2 separate regions of the Triticum aestivum genome follow, and region 1 is linked to region 2. Evidence: chromatin contacts called from public Hi-C data. All regions are on one chromosome and are shown on one strand. Each heading gives the region's core, a stretch centred on a gene start, on an enhancer-like site or on the middle of the called end of the contact. The rest is flanking DNA. Distances are from core to core; before and after follow the strand shown.

The links. Hi-C and Micro-C count contacts between places; a contact is called where the count stands out from the background.
Region 1: a contact with region 2 is called in a Hi-C map of leaf, with 4 times the contacts expected there. The contact joins the promoter of LOC123188575 here to the enhancer-like site in region 2. A contact is called at or near these places in 2 of 5 Hi-C or Micro-C datasets (both in leaf).

The regions. Positions count from the first base shown.
Region 1 is chr2A:308,024,000-308,028,354 of IWGSC CS RefSeq v2.1, forward strand. LOC123188575 (ultraviolet-B receptor UVR8) reads left to right here and starts at 3,064. Exons shown (of 6, transcript XM_044600737.1): 1 at 3,064-3,937. The coding sequence starts at 3,626.
Region 2 is chr2A:307,525,109-307,529,677 of IWGSC CS RefSeq v2.1, forward strand. No RefSeq gene overlaps it. Among protein-coding and RNA genes, the nearest start is that of LOC123185242, 5.1 kb to the left of the region's middle. Within about 2 kb of position 2,618, at least 6 of the 8 cell types and tissues checked have an H3K27ac peak or open chromatin away from gene starts, as enhancers often do. A contact at or near this core is called in leaf, where this site is marked.

The DNA.
Region 1 (4,355 bases), core at 1,814-4,313, 500 kb after region 2:
GTGTGTTGCCATGATGGTCTCTTTTCGGCGGAGTCCGGGAAGTGAACACGGCCTTGTGTTATGCTTGAACGTAAGTAGTTTTTCAGGATCACTTCTTGATCACTTCTAACTTCTCGACCGTGCGTTGCTTCTCTTCTCGCTCTGCTCTGCGTATGTTAGCTACCATATGTTCTTAGTGCTTGCTGCAGCTCCACCTCACTACCTTCTCCTACCCATAAGCTTAAATAGTCTTGATCTCGCGGGTGTGAGATTGCTGAGTCCTCGTGACTCACGGATACTTCCAAACAGTTGCATGTGCCAAGGAGACTAGTGCAGGTGATGCCACCGAACTCAAGTGGGAGTTCGACGAGGATCTGGGTCATTACTACATTTCGTTTCCTGATGATCAGTAGTGGAGCTCAGTTGGGACAATCGGGGATCTAGCATTTAGGGTTTATCTTCCTTTTCTGTTGGATTTGGCCATAGTCGGTCTTTGGGTGTATCTGGATGATGTATGAATTATTTATGTATTGTGTGAAGTGGCGATTGTAAGCCAACTCTTCATCCCTTTCTTATTCAATACATGGGATTGTGTGAAGATTACCCCTCTTGCGACAAAACTACCATGCGACTATGCCTCTAAGTCGTGCCCCGACACGTGGGAGATATAGCCGCATTGTGGGTGTTACATAAGTGGCGCCAACTTGGTTGGAACATTTCGTCGAACAGGTGAAAGGCTCCATGCCGATGTAGACAGGGGACACACTGCGGGGAATAGCAAGGACCTCATGGACCTTGTTGGTGGAGAAGGATACGCTTGAGGGAACGACAAGCTCGAGGGCGACGTTTGGAGTGGCCGCCACGAGTGTGTACTCGTCCGGTCCTGCAACAGCGACGCCGCAGGTGCTGCTCGCGAAGGACTTGGGGTGATGGAACCTAGACGTGGAGCGGCGGGTTGATGTTGGCCATCACAGGAATGTTGAGGGCGCCGAACTTGTCACTGAGGTCGACGACGGACTCGTGGTAGACGGTGGTGACCTTGTCGATGCTGTCGGTGGTGGCGACCTGGTGTGAGCATTCCGTCGAACAAGTGAGATGCGCCATTGCGCTACAGGTAGGGGGCGCATCGTGTATGACCTCGACAACCTCCTGGGCCTTGCCTATGGAGTAGGAGACACTTGGGATAGGCGTTGACGCGTCGGTTGTGCTCTCTGGCGAGGTGGCGGACGGTGGTGGGTTTTGGACATGGATGCCCAGTTTCTCGGTGAGGGACCTTATGGTGTTGGTGTAGGCGTCAAGGGCTGGCGTCAAGCCGCTGGAGATACTCCTGGATGGACGGATCCATGGCTGATTCCCTCAGATGGTGGCGGTGAAAATAAATTGTGAAAGAATTTGGGGAAGGGTGGTGCCTGGCTCTGAATACCAGATGTAAGGAAGAGATTGGGGACCACTCGATCTACTACGATCTTTCATTAGTTTGGGATACAAGCTTTGATTACATACGAATTTGATTACATGAACGGAGGGAAACAAGGTAGGGGAAGAACGGAGGAAAGGGAAGGAGGTAGCCGCCGCCGGTTCGTTCGGTGATCCCCTGGATGGTTTGCTCCTTGCCTTCGATCTGGTACTTGTAGCTGCAGCGATGGGGTAGTGGGCGGGCTAGGTCCATGAGCGGCCCAGTGGGCGGGCCAGGTCCATGAGCGGCCCAGTGGGCAAGCCCATATGCGTACATGCTAGGATGGCTCCTAACATCATCCGAGTACGCTCAGTTTTTGTTCCCATCGACGCTGAAGCCATCCTGGCAATACCACTTTGCACAAGGAGTATGGGTGATTTCTGGGCTTGGAGCGGAGAGAGAAGAGGGAATTTTTCTGTAAAATCTACGTATAGACTGATTATGCAAACCGAGATCACTAGGGGAAACTGGATTGAGGAAACCGAGGGCTCTTCTGGGGCTGACCAGGAGGGCAAGGAGTGGTCTGCACTTTGGAAAACGGAGGTCCTGTCAAAGGTGAGGACGTTCCTGTGGCGGTTAGCCCGTAGCTCTATCCCAACTGCAGACCTGCTTGAGCATAGACACATGGCAACCTCAGCATCATGCAGATTATGTGGAGCGAGGGATTCATGGCGGCATGCCCTCATCAATTGTTCCATGGCCAGAAGTACGTGGGCACTGTCTGATGAAGACCTTGTTGATCAGATGATCCAGTTTGACTGCGACAACGCGAAGGAATGGATATTCAAAATGAATGCGGTACTGCCGGATGACCTTTTTGTACGTATGGTGATCACCCTCTGGGTGGTCTGGAGCGCGCGAAGAAAGGCGATCTATGAGGACATATTCCAGAGCCCTATGTCAACGCATATGTTCATCCAAGCGCAGCTAAACGACCTCCAAATCATCAAGAAGCCGGAGCAGAGGACCGTGAATGCAAGAACAGAGAGACCCATGAGTTGGCAGCCACCACTGGGAGATTGTGCAAAAATAAATGTTGATGCAGCTACAAGGGGCATGGCAAAAGCAGGGTCGGCCGCCGCAGTATGCAGGGACAAGACATGCGTTTTTTTGGGGGCCTTTGCCTTGGTTCTTAAGGGTATTCATGGTCCTACTACCTTAGAAGCTTTGGCGGTCAGAGAGTCGTTGGCGCTAGCAGAGGACCTGAACTTAAACTCCATCCATGTGGCGTCTGACTACAGGGTAGTGATCGACGACATCAAACAAAAGCATGGAGCAAGTTATGGTGCAATCATACATGAAATCATAGATCATGCCATTAGTTTCAATACTTGTATTTTTGTTCATGAATTTAGGAGTTCGAACTTCAAGGCTCACAGTCTTACGAAGCACGCATTGCAGTTAGGGCTTGGCCGCCATGTCTGGTTAGACCATTCAGCGAACTTCCATTCGTCTTTATAAACATTATGACGGTTTAAATAAAAAGCTTCGTGGAGTGTCAAAAAAATCTGAGGCGATAGTGGCGGCCACGCCGAGGCCGAGCCACGTCGTCCTCCGCGCACCCACCGAACAGATCAACGAACATTCTTTCCTTCCCACTGACACCGCATCGCTCCCTGGAAACACTCACTGACATGTTGCCGTAGCCACGATCGGCCCTACTGCGCAGGCGCAGCGAGGCTTCACGGCATTCTATTCTCTCTCTCTCTTCCCCTTCCTTGCTTTCCTCTGCTTCCTGTCGGTTCGTGTTCGTCCGTATCCTTTTTGCGTGCGTACAAATATATACTGGCCAAATTTCTCGGAAAGGAGCCCCTTCCCTTCCCCGCTTCAATTCCCACCTCCGACCAACCGATTCTTATCCAGTTTCTGCTTCTGCCGATTCGATTCAATTCAATTCGGCCCTTCCTTGCCCGATTGGATTTGGATTCGATCCGCTGTTGCTGGTTCGAGCTTCCAGCGGGGGACCTGGAATCTGGTGGATCTGATTTGGTTTCTCCGCTCCGCTTCACCGGCCCGCAGCAAATCGGTCGCTACTCCGCGGATTAGCCTCTCTTAGTTTTCCTTCTGCTTTCCTACCATTTCGATACGCTCGTCCGGATCTTTGGATGATTCCAATCGATTTCGCACCAAAACCGCCGATTTTTCACCCCAAGGACAGCGATTCCTCCTCGTAGCTGTGGCGGTGGATCCATGGCTGGGGAGAAGTCGCCTCGCGCTTTCTCCATGGAAGAGTTACCGGGCCACCTCATCGGGGAGGTACTGAGCTCCGGCAGGCTCGCCGCTGGTGACCTCGCCAGGCTTGAGGGTACCTGCCGCGCCCTCCGTCCTCTCGCTGAGCAAGCCGCCTCGCGGTTATGCGCAGCGCGCATGGCCTGCTCCGTCATTGGGCCTGCGGCTCGTGGGGAGCTCCTCGCAAGATGTGGCGGTAGTTGGAAGAAGGTGCTGAGGTTCCTGCAGTCAGTGGAGCAATCCTTCGACACCGTACATACCTCGTCCGGCAACGTGAGGACCCTTTCTCTCATTTACTACTGATATAACATAGGGAAAATGCAACCTTTTTGGTGGGTAGAGATGTTGGTCGTAATGATTGGGTTCACTGGGTTTACATTTACACATATGGGAATTGGGATAAATTAGAGATACATTCGGTCATGCATGGCTCAAGGTATTCTGAGTAACCAAAGTAGGAAAAGAGCACACACCCACATTTGGCTTAAAGTGGGACGCATCATATTCATCATAAGACAGTGAACAGTAAAAACTAATTCATGATGAGAAACTTAGTAACCTTTCTGTCGTATGCACTCCTATGGCATATAATGCTACCATGGACATGACATGAAATCAGATGCAATCATTTCGAAATGATTTATTATGATGGCCTCTTGGTAAATTCTGTTGCCAATTCGTTCTACTCCCT
Region 2 (4,569 bases), core at 1,368-3,867:
GTTCGGTCATTACATAACCCAGTCGGCCCATTCTCCTCGTGTTCGGTCGACGAGCCTTCATTCATCATCAAGATGGACTCCAGAGGCCATCCGCAGGAGGTGTGATCAAGACAGCCTCTCCCGAAGACTTGATGTATATTCCAAGATCTCTATCGCCGCCTAGCACTGTGAGCACAAAGACATCGAATCTTATCAGGTTCGGGTCGTTACAGATGGTATTAGAGCCCATGTTGACTGTAGGTCGTAGCCCTTAGAATGGACTAGGAAAAGCCATCGGAAATTGTTTTATCACTTCTTGATCACTTACTATCATACTTGTATTTCTCATCTACCATTCATATTCTAAACTTCTCACCTTGCCTTAAAGTAGTTGGCCATCTTATAGTAACCCCATTTGGCCCTGTCACTGAGGATGTAATGCTTGGGAAGCAATGCTATAATGAGGAGAGAAGGAATTCAAGAAAGAAGTATTTTTGTGTGACTCAAGAAAGACTAACTTTTAGATTTCTAGATGATCTTCATGGTTAATTTAGATGATCAAGGAAAATCTTAGATTCAGACCACCACTTCGATAAATGATTCATGCATAGTATGACGAGATCATATCTCTTGTGGATATGACCTTACCTATAGGTTTTGCTTGCTTCGTGTGACTTTTGTGTTTTTTATTGATTGATGTTGTGTGATGTGCGATGTGATTCATTTTGCGAGTAGAATAAGTTTGCATTGTTATAGACCCCTACCTATTTATTATGCTTGAAGATTCAAGAAGAGCAAGCTATGAAAAGATGGTGTTATGACGATTTCTTCGTTGATGCACGAAAGGAGCTACCTACATTGAAGACCTTGAAGATACAAGATTTTTATATGCGTATATCGTTAGACGCATTTTGTGAGCTGTCATTGTGTCTGTTTTACTAACAGCGCACATCAAAACTTATTTTCAAAACTATTGTGATGCTTGTATGGGTATACCTGTCTCCCTCTACAATCTATTATTCCCCCTAAACCTAAGACCCGCGCAAAAGGAGTTACTACATTGCTTGCAAATCCCGAGAATGGAGTGAAGATGGATGCAACCTAGGGATGAGTTCAAGCTAAACCACATGCGCCAGGACCGCCAAGAAGCAAGCACAATCTTGCTGAAGGAAGAAACCTGGAGGAAGCTATAGTTCATCAGTACATGTTTTATAGTAGTTCAGTCTCGCATGCAGAACCAATGGAATTATCCGAACCTAGTTCGTGAAAATAGAAAATTTTGCAATGTTTGTGAGGATGCCTGAGTGTTAGAATGCGAGATTTGCTAAACCATATACAAGGTAATGATTTGAGTGTGGAATGGCTTGATCACCATACCGGCTTACTCTTATTATTCGCTCTTGCTATGTGGCATGGTAAATCTAGAGTGACTTACCTATAGTAGATACACGATGATGTTAAGCCTTAAACCATAGAATGGTATGCCATTTGACCCTTGTAGAAGGCCGCCGCTGCCAATAGTAGGTTGTAACGGTGAGGATGAACCAAGACCATTTTCTGCAGGAACCACCATAGAAGTATTCTTGATGACCACCATGAGAGTATCGATATTTGTTTAGTATCGGCACAAGACATGTGAGCCATGAAGTTTCAGTATATGGAAGACTGCTCTTTTGATAAGGGATTCAGAATTTCGAAGGAGTGCAAGACATGTGTGAAGGATTTCATCGAAGGAGTAAGATTTCTAAAGATCAGTGACTTTTATTCTAAGGGTGGTAGTACTCCACACTCTCGGATAAACAATGGATATTCAAGGAGAATACCAAACCTAACCTTTTCTTTCTAGCCTCTCCGAATCTCGAGGACGAGATTCATTTTAAGGGTGGTAGATTTGTAACATCCCAAAATTATAAATTTTGGAATGTTAATTATTTAAATAGGATTAAATAAAAACATGCTTGGGTTGCTTGTTGTTAGTTCATTTTGACTAGGATTTGAAACTTTTGAGTTGAATGAATATTTAAAATGAGAGGGAATAACATGACTTCCCGAATATTCCTTTCAAGCTTATTTTGAACTTTGAGAATATTCATAATGTTTCCAATTCAAAATATGAGAGAGGATGACAGGACTTCCTCAAAGAATACTATTGTTGAATAATTGAATATTCACCCATTTGGATTTCAATATTTATAACAATTCTAACTCAAAAATAAATTCTATGAGAGAAGGAAATATATGACTCCTTCAATGTTAAAAGAGTTGGATATGTTTCAAATGGTATTTGTATTTGTCAGAGTTCAAAATTATTTTATGGAACATTTTATAAGTGCAAAAATAAAGTTTATAAAAATATAATCGGTACTCTATATAAGTATTTTGGACTGGAAAATGTCCACTATGTTGTATGTAACACAATTTGTTTTTGTGAGTGTCCTGGTCTTTTTTATAAAATGATTGGATTTTTTTGAGCCAAAATCATTTCTGTAAAAGAAACTGGACTAAAGCCTAAACCTCGCTCACCCACATTACAGCGCAGCAGCAGCTAGCAGGCTGGCCCACTTCAGCATAGCGCAGCCAGCAGCCTCGCACGCACGTCAGCGTGACGTCAGCATCATCCCCCGGCTATCTGTCTCTCTACTCCTCGTCTGTCTATGACGCGTAGGCCCCACTCACCTTCTCCTACCTCTATCCGATCTCCTGGTCGTGTACGCCACCGCTCTGTGCGTTTCTCACAGCCGCGCCCGATCTCTCCGATCCCCACGAGGTTCTCATGCGTATGGACCACCCCGGGACCCCCTCGCTCTCTTCTTCCGATACCCTGCCTTGCCTCACGGGTCAGAGCTCGAAATCGAGCGAAGCAACCCCAGTGAGCTCCGCCGTCCTGAGTAGTGCCGACGTGAAATTCTCCCGCCTCGGTAAGCCTCGTTCCTCGCCGAGACTTTCTATGTATTCGCAGATACCTCATGCACCTCTACCCCCTTTGATTTTGCCCAGGATCGCACCAAATTGAGCTCCCCAGCTAAACCAATCTCGCCAGAGCATACCATCGCCGCCGCATGTTCATTCGCCCACCATCGTCTCTACAGGACACACCGGAACTCCCTGAGGACACCAAAGGACTCCCCATGAACCTCCTTGTCTTCCAGCATCTTCATCGATCACCTATGGCCATTAGGAGTAACATCATCGCCGATCAGGCCCATCGTCGTCTCCTCTGTTCTGGTGAGGAATACCCCACTGATTCGAACCCTAGTTTTAAAAGAACATCAGCCATCCATTGCGACTTAATCCAACGGCTCAGAATGCTTCTTCACTAAACCGGTATCCTCCACTCAGAGCATGCCACATGGCGCGATAATAGCAGCTGCGATAGCAGCTCAATTCACTAACACGGCAGCAATTTCAGCATATCAAAAACATTGCCACGGTAGCAGTTTTTCACAGATTCACACCAAATTTCATTATGCTACATATTGAGATCCATGAAGGAAATACGCCCTAGCGGCAATAATAAAGTTGTTATTTATATTTCCTTATATCATGATAAATGTTTGTTATTCATGCTAAAATTGTATTAACCGGAAACTTGATACATGTGTGAATACATAGACAAAACAAAGTGTCCCTAGTATGCCTCTACTTGACTAGCTCGTTAATCAAAGATGGTTAAGTTTCCTAACCATAGACATGTGTTGTCATTTGATGAACGAGATCACATAATTAGGAGAATGATGTGATGCACAAGACCCATCCGTTAGCTTAGCATAATGATCGTTTAGTTTTATTGCTATTGCTTTTATTGATGACTTATACATGTTCCTCTAACTAAGAGATTATGCAACTCCCGGATACCGGAGAAACACCTTGTGTACTATCAAACATCACAAGGTAACTGGGTGATTATAAAGATGCTCTACAGGTGTCTCCGATGGTGTTTGTTGAGTTGGCATACATCGATATTAGGATTTGTCACTCCGTGTATCGGAGAGGTATCTCTGGGCCCTCTCGATAATGCACATCACTATAAGCCTTGCAAGCAATGTGACTAATGAGTTAGTTACGGGATGATGCATTACGGAACGAGTAAAGAGACTTGCCGGTAACGAGATTGAACTAGGTATGAGGATACCGACGATTGAATCTCGGGCAAATAATGTACCGATGACAAAGGGAACAATGTATGTTGTTATGCGGTTTGACAAATAAAGATCTTCGTAGAATATGTAGGAACCAATATGAGCATCTAGGTTCCGTTATTGGTTATTGACAGGAGATGTGTCTCGGTCATGTCTACATAGTTCTCGAACCCGTAGGGTCCGCACGCTTAACGTTCGATGACGATTTGTATTATGAGTAATGTGATTTGATGAACCGAAGTTTACTCGGAGTCTCGGATGACATCACGGACATGACGAGGAGTCTCAAAATGGTCAAGAGGTAAAGATCGATATATTGGAAGGCTATATTCGGACATCAGAATGGTTCCGAGTGATTCGGGTATTTTTCGGAGTACTGGAGAGTTACAGGAATTCGCCGGGGGAAGTTAATGGGCCTTATTGGGCTTTAGTGTGGAGAGGGAAGAATGAC